Linked DNA regions of Drosophila melanogaster: region 2 is linked to region 1. The links are chromatin contacts, called in public Hi-C maps. All regions are on one chromosome and are shown on one strand. The core of a region is the stretch at or near the end of the contact, and the rest is flanking DNA. Distances in the headings are between cores, read along the strand shown. Region 1 holds the start of Mes2 (Mesoderm-expressed 2). Region 2 has its middle 6.0 kb from the start of CG32457.

Evidence for each region. Hi-C and Micro-C count contacts between places; a contact is called where the count stands out from the background.
Region 2: a Hi-C map of the Kc167 cell line shows a contact between it and region 1, with 3 times the contacts expected there. A contact is called at or near these places in 25 of 107 Hi-C or Micro-C datasets (the Clone 8 cell line, the Kc167 cell line, the ML-DmBG3-c2 cell line and 10 more) and 1 of 7 datasets of targeted methods (the Kc167 cell line).

Annotation. Positions count from the first base shown.
Region 1 is chr3L:22,942,583-22,946,974 of dm6, forward strand. Mes2 (Mesoderm-expressed 2) reads left to right here and starts at 3,075. Exons shown (of 3, transcript NM_168979.4): 1 at 3,075-3,358; 2 at 3,688-3,988. The coding sequence starts at 3,205. mir-9388 (mir-9388 stem loop) reads left to right here and starts at 2,534; the gene lies at 2,534-2,625.
Region 2 is chr3L:22,979,317-22,983,930 of dm6, forward strand. No RefSeq gene overlaps it. Among named protein-coding and RNA genes, the nearest start is that of CG32457, 6.0 kb to the right of the region's middle.

The DNA.
Region 1 (4,392 bases), core at 1,825-4,324:
AATTTTTTACCTAATAAGCTTAAAAATAACTAGTTGTTTTAGAATTCTCAATTTTTATGTAAGAAATTTTCGAAATAGATCTAAATTCTATATGTAAACATAGTCTCTTCGGGGGTCCATAAATTGAATGCAAGCTAGTCTGTAAAATCAAAGTTAAGACCTATGAGAGACAGCAAGTAGAGTAAATAGGTATACAAGATTCGTTGAAAAGTATGTAACATGCAGAATTAATTGTTTCCGACCATATACGGTGTATAAATATTCTTGATCAGGATCAATAGCCGAGTTTATCTGGCCTGTCCGTTCGTCTGTCCGTCCGTATGAACGTCGAGATCTCAGGTACTATAAAAGTTGGAAGTTGGTTGAGATTAAGCTTAGAGATTCCAGAGATATAGACGCAGCGCAAGTTTGTTGACTCATGTTTCCACGACCACTATAACGCCCGAATCTGAGAATTATGTTATATTTCTTTCGTCTATTCCTTTCGTCTATTTCGATTTGATGGAATCCAGATATCAGGTCTATGTCAAGTTTGTGTGTATGTAAGTAAATTGTGGATAAACTAACCTTGTATACCCTTGCGCTCTGTGAACAAACGGTCCAATAGCTCAGGCAATCTTCAGATCTGGCCAGATACATATGCATGTAGCTGTGGATAAGAGAAGACAGCAGCGGAAGCAAGCTATTGCCTTGGTAAGGAGGGTGGGGAATCTGATATAGGGCGGAGATCGCAGAGTTTTGCCAGAAAAATGATCGTGACAACGTTTGTGCGGGCACGTTGTGCTGCTTGTTGTTGTCCCAAAACAGAATACATTAATTGACACTTGGCCGGAAATAGTTCATTAGGCATAAATTACGTACAGACAAAGCGTTTTCATTTTTCTCTGGCTCTCTGTTCGCCATTTGCTTCCCTACCGACGCGGTTGTCGATTGCAGTTACTGGATTTCAGCGGCTTAAATGATCGGGGGACAAAATAGACAACCTCGGACGGTCTTATCTGTGCTGCCACTCACACACACGCATTCGCTCAAACGCATTCTCACTCTAACACTCTCGGTGCCTCCCTGTCACTCCTTGGCAAGACCAACATGTGTGATCCAAATGTTCATTTGTAAATTCTATAAACGGGGAAATACGATAATGAACTGAACTTCGACTCTACAACTGCAGCGAACGAAGCCAGCCACGGGCGGAGTCCACAAAAACACACTGTGGTAGAACACTAACCCACCCTTCTTCAACTATTCATTGCTTAAGCTATGGCCAGGCCCCCTGGAAAAAAATTATAAATCTTTAAGTCAAGCAGCCAGCCATTGATGGAATCAGATCGTCCGATGAGTATATTTAGCCCTCTTTACATTTAACAACAAATTTGTGCTCTTATATCGTAAATTCTACACAAAATTATTTATCTTCCAGTAATTATACTCGTTACTCGTAGTATAAAAGAGTATATTAGATTCGTTAAAAAGTATTTAACAGATAGAAAGTATTCATATTATTGATCAGGATCAATAGCCTGTCCGTCCGTTGAACGTCGAAATCTCAGGAGCTATAAGAACTAGAAGGTCAAGATTATGCATACAGATTCTAGAAACATAGACACAGAGCCAGTTTGCTTCCACGCCCACAAGTCGGGCAAAACTGTCACGCCCACACTTTTGAAAACTGTTTTGATATTCTTTCATAGTTTTATTAGTCTTGCAAATGTGTATGGTTTTGCAAAAAAACTTTTAAAAAAGTTTTGATATTTTTTCATCTTTTTTAATTATAAATTTTTATCGATTATGCCACACCCACTATCGACCGTAAGCCGCAGAAACCTGTCACGGACACACATTTGAAAAATATGTTATATCTTTTTTTCACATTTTTATTAGTATTGTAAAATTCTATCGATTTGCTACAAAAACTTTATGCCACGCCCACTCTAACGACCACAAACCTCCCATTTCTTCTTGTCCAATATCTATCGATGGTCCTAAAAAATTATGAAATTTCGCGTTCTCACTTCCACTAGCTGAGTAAAAGGTATTTGATATTCGGGGAACTCGTGCGTTCTCTCTTCTTATTTATTTAAAACAAGAGAGAACAATAGTCGATTACTTTCGACTATCAGATACCCGTTACTCAGCGAATTTTGAGATTTTTTTTGTCATTTCGATGGAAATTTACATTTATATAACAAAATGAAATGAAAATCAAATCCCTTTTCACAACTGAGAGCAGGATACCTGGCCAATAAACGGTTTCATGGCGTCTGGATAGGCTTGCGAACGCACTAACTTGCATGCGAACGGACAGGCGGACAGATCAAGATTATATGTATGTGTGTACTCCAGTAAACTTATAATTATTATGTTAGTCTAAAACCTTAATGCGTTGGAGATTTACAATAAATGTATGTACATATGTACATAGTCATGAATTCTTTAAATTCCTCGAAATTGTTCCGATACGGGAATCGACCCCCCTATATTAATTGAAGCTGATATGGCCGAAGTGCAGCGTATTCTGCCAAGAAACGCTATCCAAGTATTTTGGTACGTATGTATGTATGTACATACATGTGTATATGGTACATTCATGTAGTACATACATACATATGTATGCAAGTACGTACGAACGCTCGACAATTCCTCTGCTAAAACCAAATGCGAACGCGTCAACGGATTTTTGTATTACACACATTTTCTGTTGTTTCGTTCTGCGCGTTCTCCCTGTTGTGTGTGTGTGTGTGTGCGACGCCGCTTTTCGCTTGCTTTTACTTTCTGTGGCTTGTGATTGCGATTAAACGGGGTTTCCATCCGGCGAGTCGCGCTCTAGGCAGCGCCCGGAGAGCGCTTTAGACCTATATGTCTGGATCAGATAACGGGAACGGTGGCAGCGAGCCACGGCCGGAGAGAGACAGAGAGCGCAAAGAGCTATAGCTGGCTCTCATGTCGATGTCGAATGCGCGTGATTTTTTGGCTCTGAATGCGGGCTTGCTGCCAACTGCGCTGCCGGCTCGGCGTCGACGACGGCTGAGCGCAGCCCGCTTGCCGCGGTGGTTGTTATTTTCTGGTCTTGGTTTTTAGTTGCCGTTTAAACTTGGTCGTGAGAGGGTAGCAGCCCCGTTATCAGCCGACCGCGATCGCGTCCGAACTAAAGAGTACTGTGGAGCCCTGGCCAGTTCAAGCCTTCAAATCCTCCAGAACATTCTGATGGCGCCCGTGAGCGGCTGTTTGCCCACCGCCACCCACTCGCTGCAGGACATGAGTGCTGCCGCCGCGGCAATCGCTCTTGACATGAAGCCCAAGTTGGAGCCCCACCCCCTGGCCGCCGCAACTGCCATGCCCTCTCAGAAGATAAAGAAATGTGCGTACACAGATTTATTCCCCACATTCATGCAAACATACGTACATACATATGTATATATGTACAATTTTTATGCAAAATGCAGTCGAAAGTCGATACGTCGAACAAGCAGTAGAATTTATTTTATCTCTTCATTGCCTATTCAAATAGTTCGGTTCACCCTATGTGCAATGTACATACATATACGTACATACGTATGTATGTACATTTGGGTTAAAAAAGTTCGACTTATAGAAGTTTTGAGGTGCCTGTACCGTGCTTTCTTAAAATATTCGACTGTCGAGACTCGAGGACTTATATTATTTGCATTCATTTTTGTGTCCCAACAGTGGTTCGGCGCAACGCCTCCGACAAGCTGAAGCTCATCCAAATGGTGCACGACAATCCAATTCTCTGGGACTCCCGTCTCCCGAATTTCAAGGGCGCCGAAGAAGAAAAGAACCGAGCCTGGGAGCACATAGGCCGCGAGTTCAACGCTCCCGGGCGTCGCGTTGCACGGGCCTTCAAGTCCTTGAGGGAATCCTACCGCCGTGAACTCGCCCACGTCAAGCTAATGGGCAATGGCTTCAAGCCCAAGTGGAGTCTCTATGAGGCCATGGATTTCCTGCGCGATGTCATCAGAGAACGAAAGTAAGTATAAGGAATAGTATTTTAGTGAACTGGTGACCAGGTGATTCTCTTAAATTTAAAACCGTCAAGGAAGTTTCATGCCAATATCGACTCCTGGGGTTGACCAGTAATATAGAGCCCGTTATGAATTTTGCATTCTCTGCTTGACCCATTATTGCCACACCACAAATCATGTCACTAAAAATGATCTTCATCCAAATGGCTTTACAAAAGCAAAAGCAATAATAGAACACGAGAGAAGAGCGCTTAAATTTAAAATTTGACAGAAATACGAGTCATTCTTATAATCGAATAGTAAAGTACATGAAATTCTATATCAACGAATAATTATTACAGAACGTATTGCACTTATTTCCAAGTTTTCTTTTAATCTTTCTAGGCAATATTTACCTTTCCCAAAATGA
Region 2 (4,614 bases), core at 1,720-4,219, 37 kb after region 1:
CAGCAATCTTTGTCACTTTCGTGGTCGTTGTCCGCACACGTTTTCCGCATGACAGAGAAAAGTAGTCGAGGACAGACCGCACAATAAAGGTCCATTGTAAGGATACATCTTTTCAGCGTAGTGCTGAGGAGAAGTGGAGCGCCTTCTAATCCGTCTATTAAAACAAACACTGCCTGCTAAAATTACTTCGGGCTTAACTGTTTTAGTTGCAAGGTGCCAGGTAAGTGAGGCTTTTACTGAAAAACAGTTATCTATTCGAATTTTGTTATCGTCTTTCTGCTAACGCATCGGTTATTAGTTTACCGTCTTAAATGTATTAGTGAAAAGCTCTATTGCGTCTAAACGGTCAGCAGAGTGACCATAGCCTTCCTAATTCCATTAGGCCAAATAAATTCACTTATGCTGCACCCAAATGACTCCAATTATGCCGTCAGCATAAGTGTGTTCACAGCCCATGAGGTCAGGAAACCGGCTCCAACCCGATTTCCTTCACAACCCAAGAGCTCAGTAGGAAACGCGGCTTAGGACTTAATTTCCTGTTTCCACTCACAACAGGCGGTTTCCCATCGGAATCTCTAGTACATAGCTAGTCTCCTCGGCCTAGTTAAACAAGCAAATAGGGAAAGAACGGAAGATGTACCGTAATTAAATGTGCCCATACGCAATGATGTTTGGGTGGTGAACAGCTTTCTCCGAGCCGTATTTGCCTGGGAGGGGTTTATTTGCAAATCCTTTGAGTGACTTTAAGCCATCGTCACCCCATGCAAATACACTTGGCTAAACAAGCCAAAAAGAGAACACCTGGAGATCCCGCTACAGCAGCTCTATTTCTTGCTACGGCAGCTGCTGTACAAAATCCCTAATTAAATGCAAATTACAAAATGTTTCAATGCAGTGCTGAACGGGACGGGAGTAAATGACAAGTGGTGTTGTCATCGCAAGTTGAAAATTGTAATTTTTCTGCTTATTACAATAATTATGCCGGCTAAGCAGCTGCAGCCAAAGACGTGTCCTTGTCTGGTGTCCTGGTATTCACGTTTAGTCGCTTTTTTTTTACTCCTTTTTTACGTGGCTGAATTGTTTTCTTATCATTAGTGCTGATGAAATGTAAGCCAAGGAGAATGCCAAAGTTTTTGTCCTTGCAGCTTAATGACAGTTATTTCCGCTTCCCTCAGACAGCCCTAAAGTCAAAGCCGGGCAGCCAGTTCACGACTAACGGCTACCGGGTACCGACGCTCCCAGCTCCCGGATTAAGCTTACTTTTAGCTGCCCCACTGGTAGATGAAAATTCTTTCCAGTTCAATGCTTTAGTGACACTTCCTCATTGAAAAATTTTATTTCCAAGAGTTCTGCGATTTATCCTTTGCTTATATCAATACAACCGGTAGGACCGTGAGTCGAGTCAAAAACAAAAGAGAATGCTATAGTCGAGTTCCCCGAGGGTCGGAAACGACAGTTACATACTAAGAATGTAGTATATCCTTTTACTAAACGAGTAACCGAGTAATGGTTGCATGCGAAAAGGATTGTTTCTGTTTTGCTTAATTGTACTTATTCGTCATCAGATGAATTGATTATTCGGATTATTGATATTGTAATATATATAAATGATATTGTTTTATTTTGACGTCTGCTACACCGATCTTTTGCCGTGTTAAATTGAAATTCGATTCCTTCTGCTTCAAGCTATCGCTTTATAGTTAAGCTGGGGAAAGCATCGTCTCTGTCTGCCTTTAATAATTTGGGTTTATCTAATTGATTGCATTAATGCGTTTCTGCATTCTATCTAGTACTTTGTTTTAATTTTCTCAAATGCAGTGAATTTACAATAAATTTAAATGAAACTGATGTAATGTTCTCCTCAAATGAATGAAATATGAATGAATATAAATATGATTCGACCAATATCTACCACAAATTTGTTAGGTGTGATTTTAAAAGGCCTTTTGGTTTTTCTATGTTCTGTTTTAGCCAAATTGCATAATAATTTCTCTGCGTGCACTTTAAATAATTTTAAAATCTTTGCCGCTCTCAATATAAATGGTAAATTTTCTATTTAAAATTTTGTTTAATAAATTTTAATTTTAATTCTCGATAATGCATCGGAAGCTGAATTCTCTCTTTAATATTAATTAATTAATATAATATATTATATATTAATATAATCGATTTTAAAGTGGCATTCGTTTAATTTGGCTCTCCATCTTTGCAATTTAGCATCCGGTTTCTTTAAAGTATGCAGCCATATGGTTGATGGTCACTTAATTCTGTGATATCATGATGAGCCAAAATAGTAAATAATTGTATTGGTAGTTTTCTAATAAGTATTTTAATGAAGTTCTCCAGGAGCTTGTAGTTCGGTGTTTGAGTTTTGAATTCTGCGAGTAGTTTTAATTTTTATGGTTTAAGTAAATATCTTTTTAAAGTGTTCTTTTATTTGTATTTTGATGTTGTGAATATTTATTTCTAACTAAAGTGCCAACCACTAGAGGGTATGTGTTGTGCTTGTGCTGTAGCCCAAACATTTTCTAATACCGAAAATGGCTGGTGGAAGCCAGTAATTTAATTTGTACAAAAATCCAGCCCAGTGATAGCCAAGATGTCTAAGAAAGGATAGGAAAAGAAGCTCCTCAAGACCAAGTAGCAGCAAGATCGCAGCCAGCGCCACCATTAATGCCGTCCTTTGAATTGACTGAAGTACCCTCACTGTAATGCCCTCCAATAATGTTAATAATAATTTTTCACAGAAGAGGCTAAATTAATTTTACATTTAGGGCCACAAATTCAAAATCGTGTTTAAAACAATTTAAATTAGTATGTTTATATTTATGCACGTGTTCAGAACAAATTTTACATTTACATTTTACATTTTATGTTTAAAATTAAAATGTATAATGCTTTATACATCTGAGTAAATTTCTCTAGGGGATCCATGAGTCGTCAGAGGGTCTACGTTGTGCAAAGTGTAGCATACTTGTAGGGATCACATTTTCTGTTAACTGATCTTTGGTAGGAATTGTATGTTGGGTGGGGGGTCATTGTTTGTCCTTGTTGTTCTGTCGTCCGTTAGTCCCATAGTCGGTTTTTTTTGTGGAGATCCTATCAATCCTATCACGGAAATTAAATTAAAGTGCTAATATGCTAATACATACATTATTATATGCTGATACATTTTCCATATTCCATTTTATTTTTGTTGCTAATCGATAAAAATTTACAAGACTAATAAAAATAAGAAAAAATATCAACACCTTTTTTAAAAGTGTGGGAGTGGCAGTTTTGTGAGCTTTGAGGGTGTTAGAGTGAGCGTGGCCACTTGGATCAACAAACTTACGCGTCTATGTCTCTAGAATTTTAATCTCAACCTTCTAGTTATTATAGTTCCTGAGATCTCGACGGTCATACGGACAAACGGACATGGCTAATTTGACTCGTCTATTGTTCCTGATCAAGAATATATATACTTTATATAGTCAGAAACGCTTCCTTCTACCTGTTACATACTTTTCAAAGAATCTAGGTACTCTACGAGTAACGGATATAAAAATAGCTAAGCTTATTAGCTCAACAACTAAATGAATTCACAAATGAATTTCACTTTCTTAGGTTGGTGGTAATAAAAGTGCGTTTGCCTGAGCTTGTACTTAGTACAAGTTCTTAGTTCGAAATTTAATTTAGGCTGCAGAAATGGGACAAATTGAATTGTTTCTGGCCCTACTCTCAATGTTTGTGTAGTAGTAAGTAAGGTAATCAAGTACACGCTCTGTCCCTCCGTATGAACGTGGAGATCTCAGGAGCTATATGAACTAGAATACATATATAAAACTTCCGAAACGGTCACGACCTTTGAAAATTTTATGTTACTTGTTGAGTAAAAGGGTATATTCGACTCTTTAAAACGTATGTAACAGTCGTTTCCAACCCTATAAATTATATATATTCAGGATTAATAGCCAAGTCTATCTGGCCATGTCCGTCTGTCCGTATGAACGTCTAGAACTATAAAAGCTAGAAGGTTGAGATTCTGCATACAGATTCTAGAGACACAGACGCAGCGCAAGTTGCCACTCCCACTCTAACACCTACAAGGCGCCTTATATTGCTACGGCAATTTAATTTAATTTAATTTTATTCACCAAGATCTATTGATATACCAGAAAAATTATGAAATTTCGCGTTTGCATTCAAACTTTCTGAGTAATGGGCATCTGATAGTCGGGGAAGTCGATTAAAGCATTCTCTTTTATTTTATTTTTCCAAAAGCATTTAAAAATGTATCGTCGCAATATCGTTAATACTAGTATTGTTTAAGACGAGAACAGCTTCAAAGAAGCTGTTTTTCCATCTATTGATATTTAAACATGTGTTTTGGTGTAATTCGTAGAATTGGACATTATGAAGTTAGTTATAGAAGGAAGCTATTGCTGGTATACAGAAGACGGCGGCTAAAACTAGTATATTAAATAGATTTTAATCAGTCATCGAACAGCTTTAAGCACTCAATGCAGGCCATCACAGTGTTTGTTATCATTATCCTAGGCGCTTATAGCAGTCATATGATAACCAGAACAGCAACCAAGGGAGAGGTAACCCCAAAAGTCTTGGCAGTCCCTA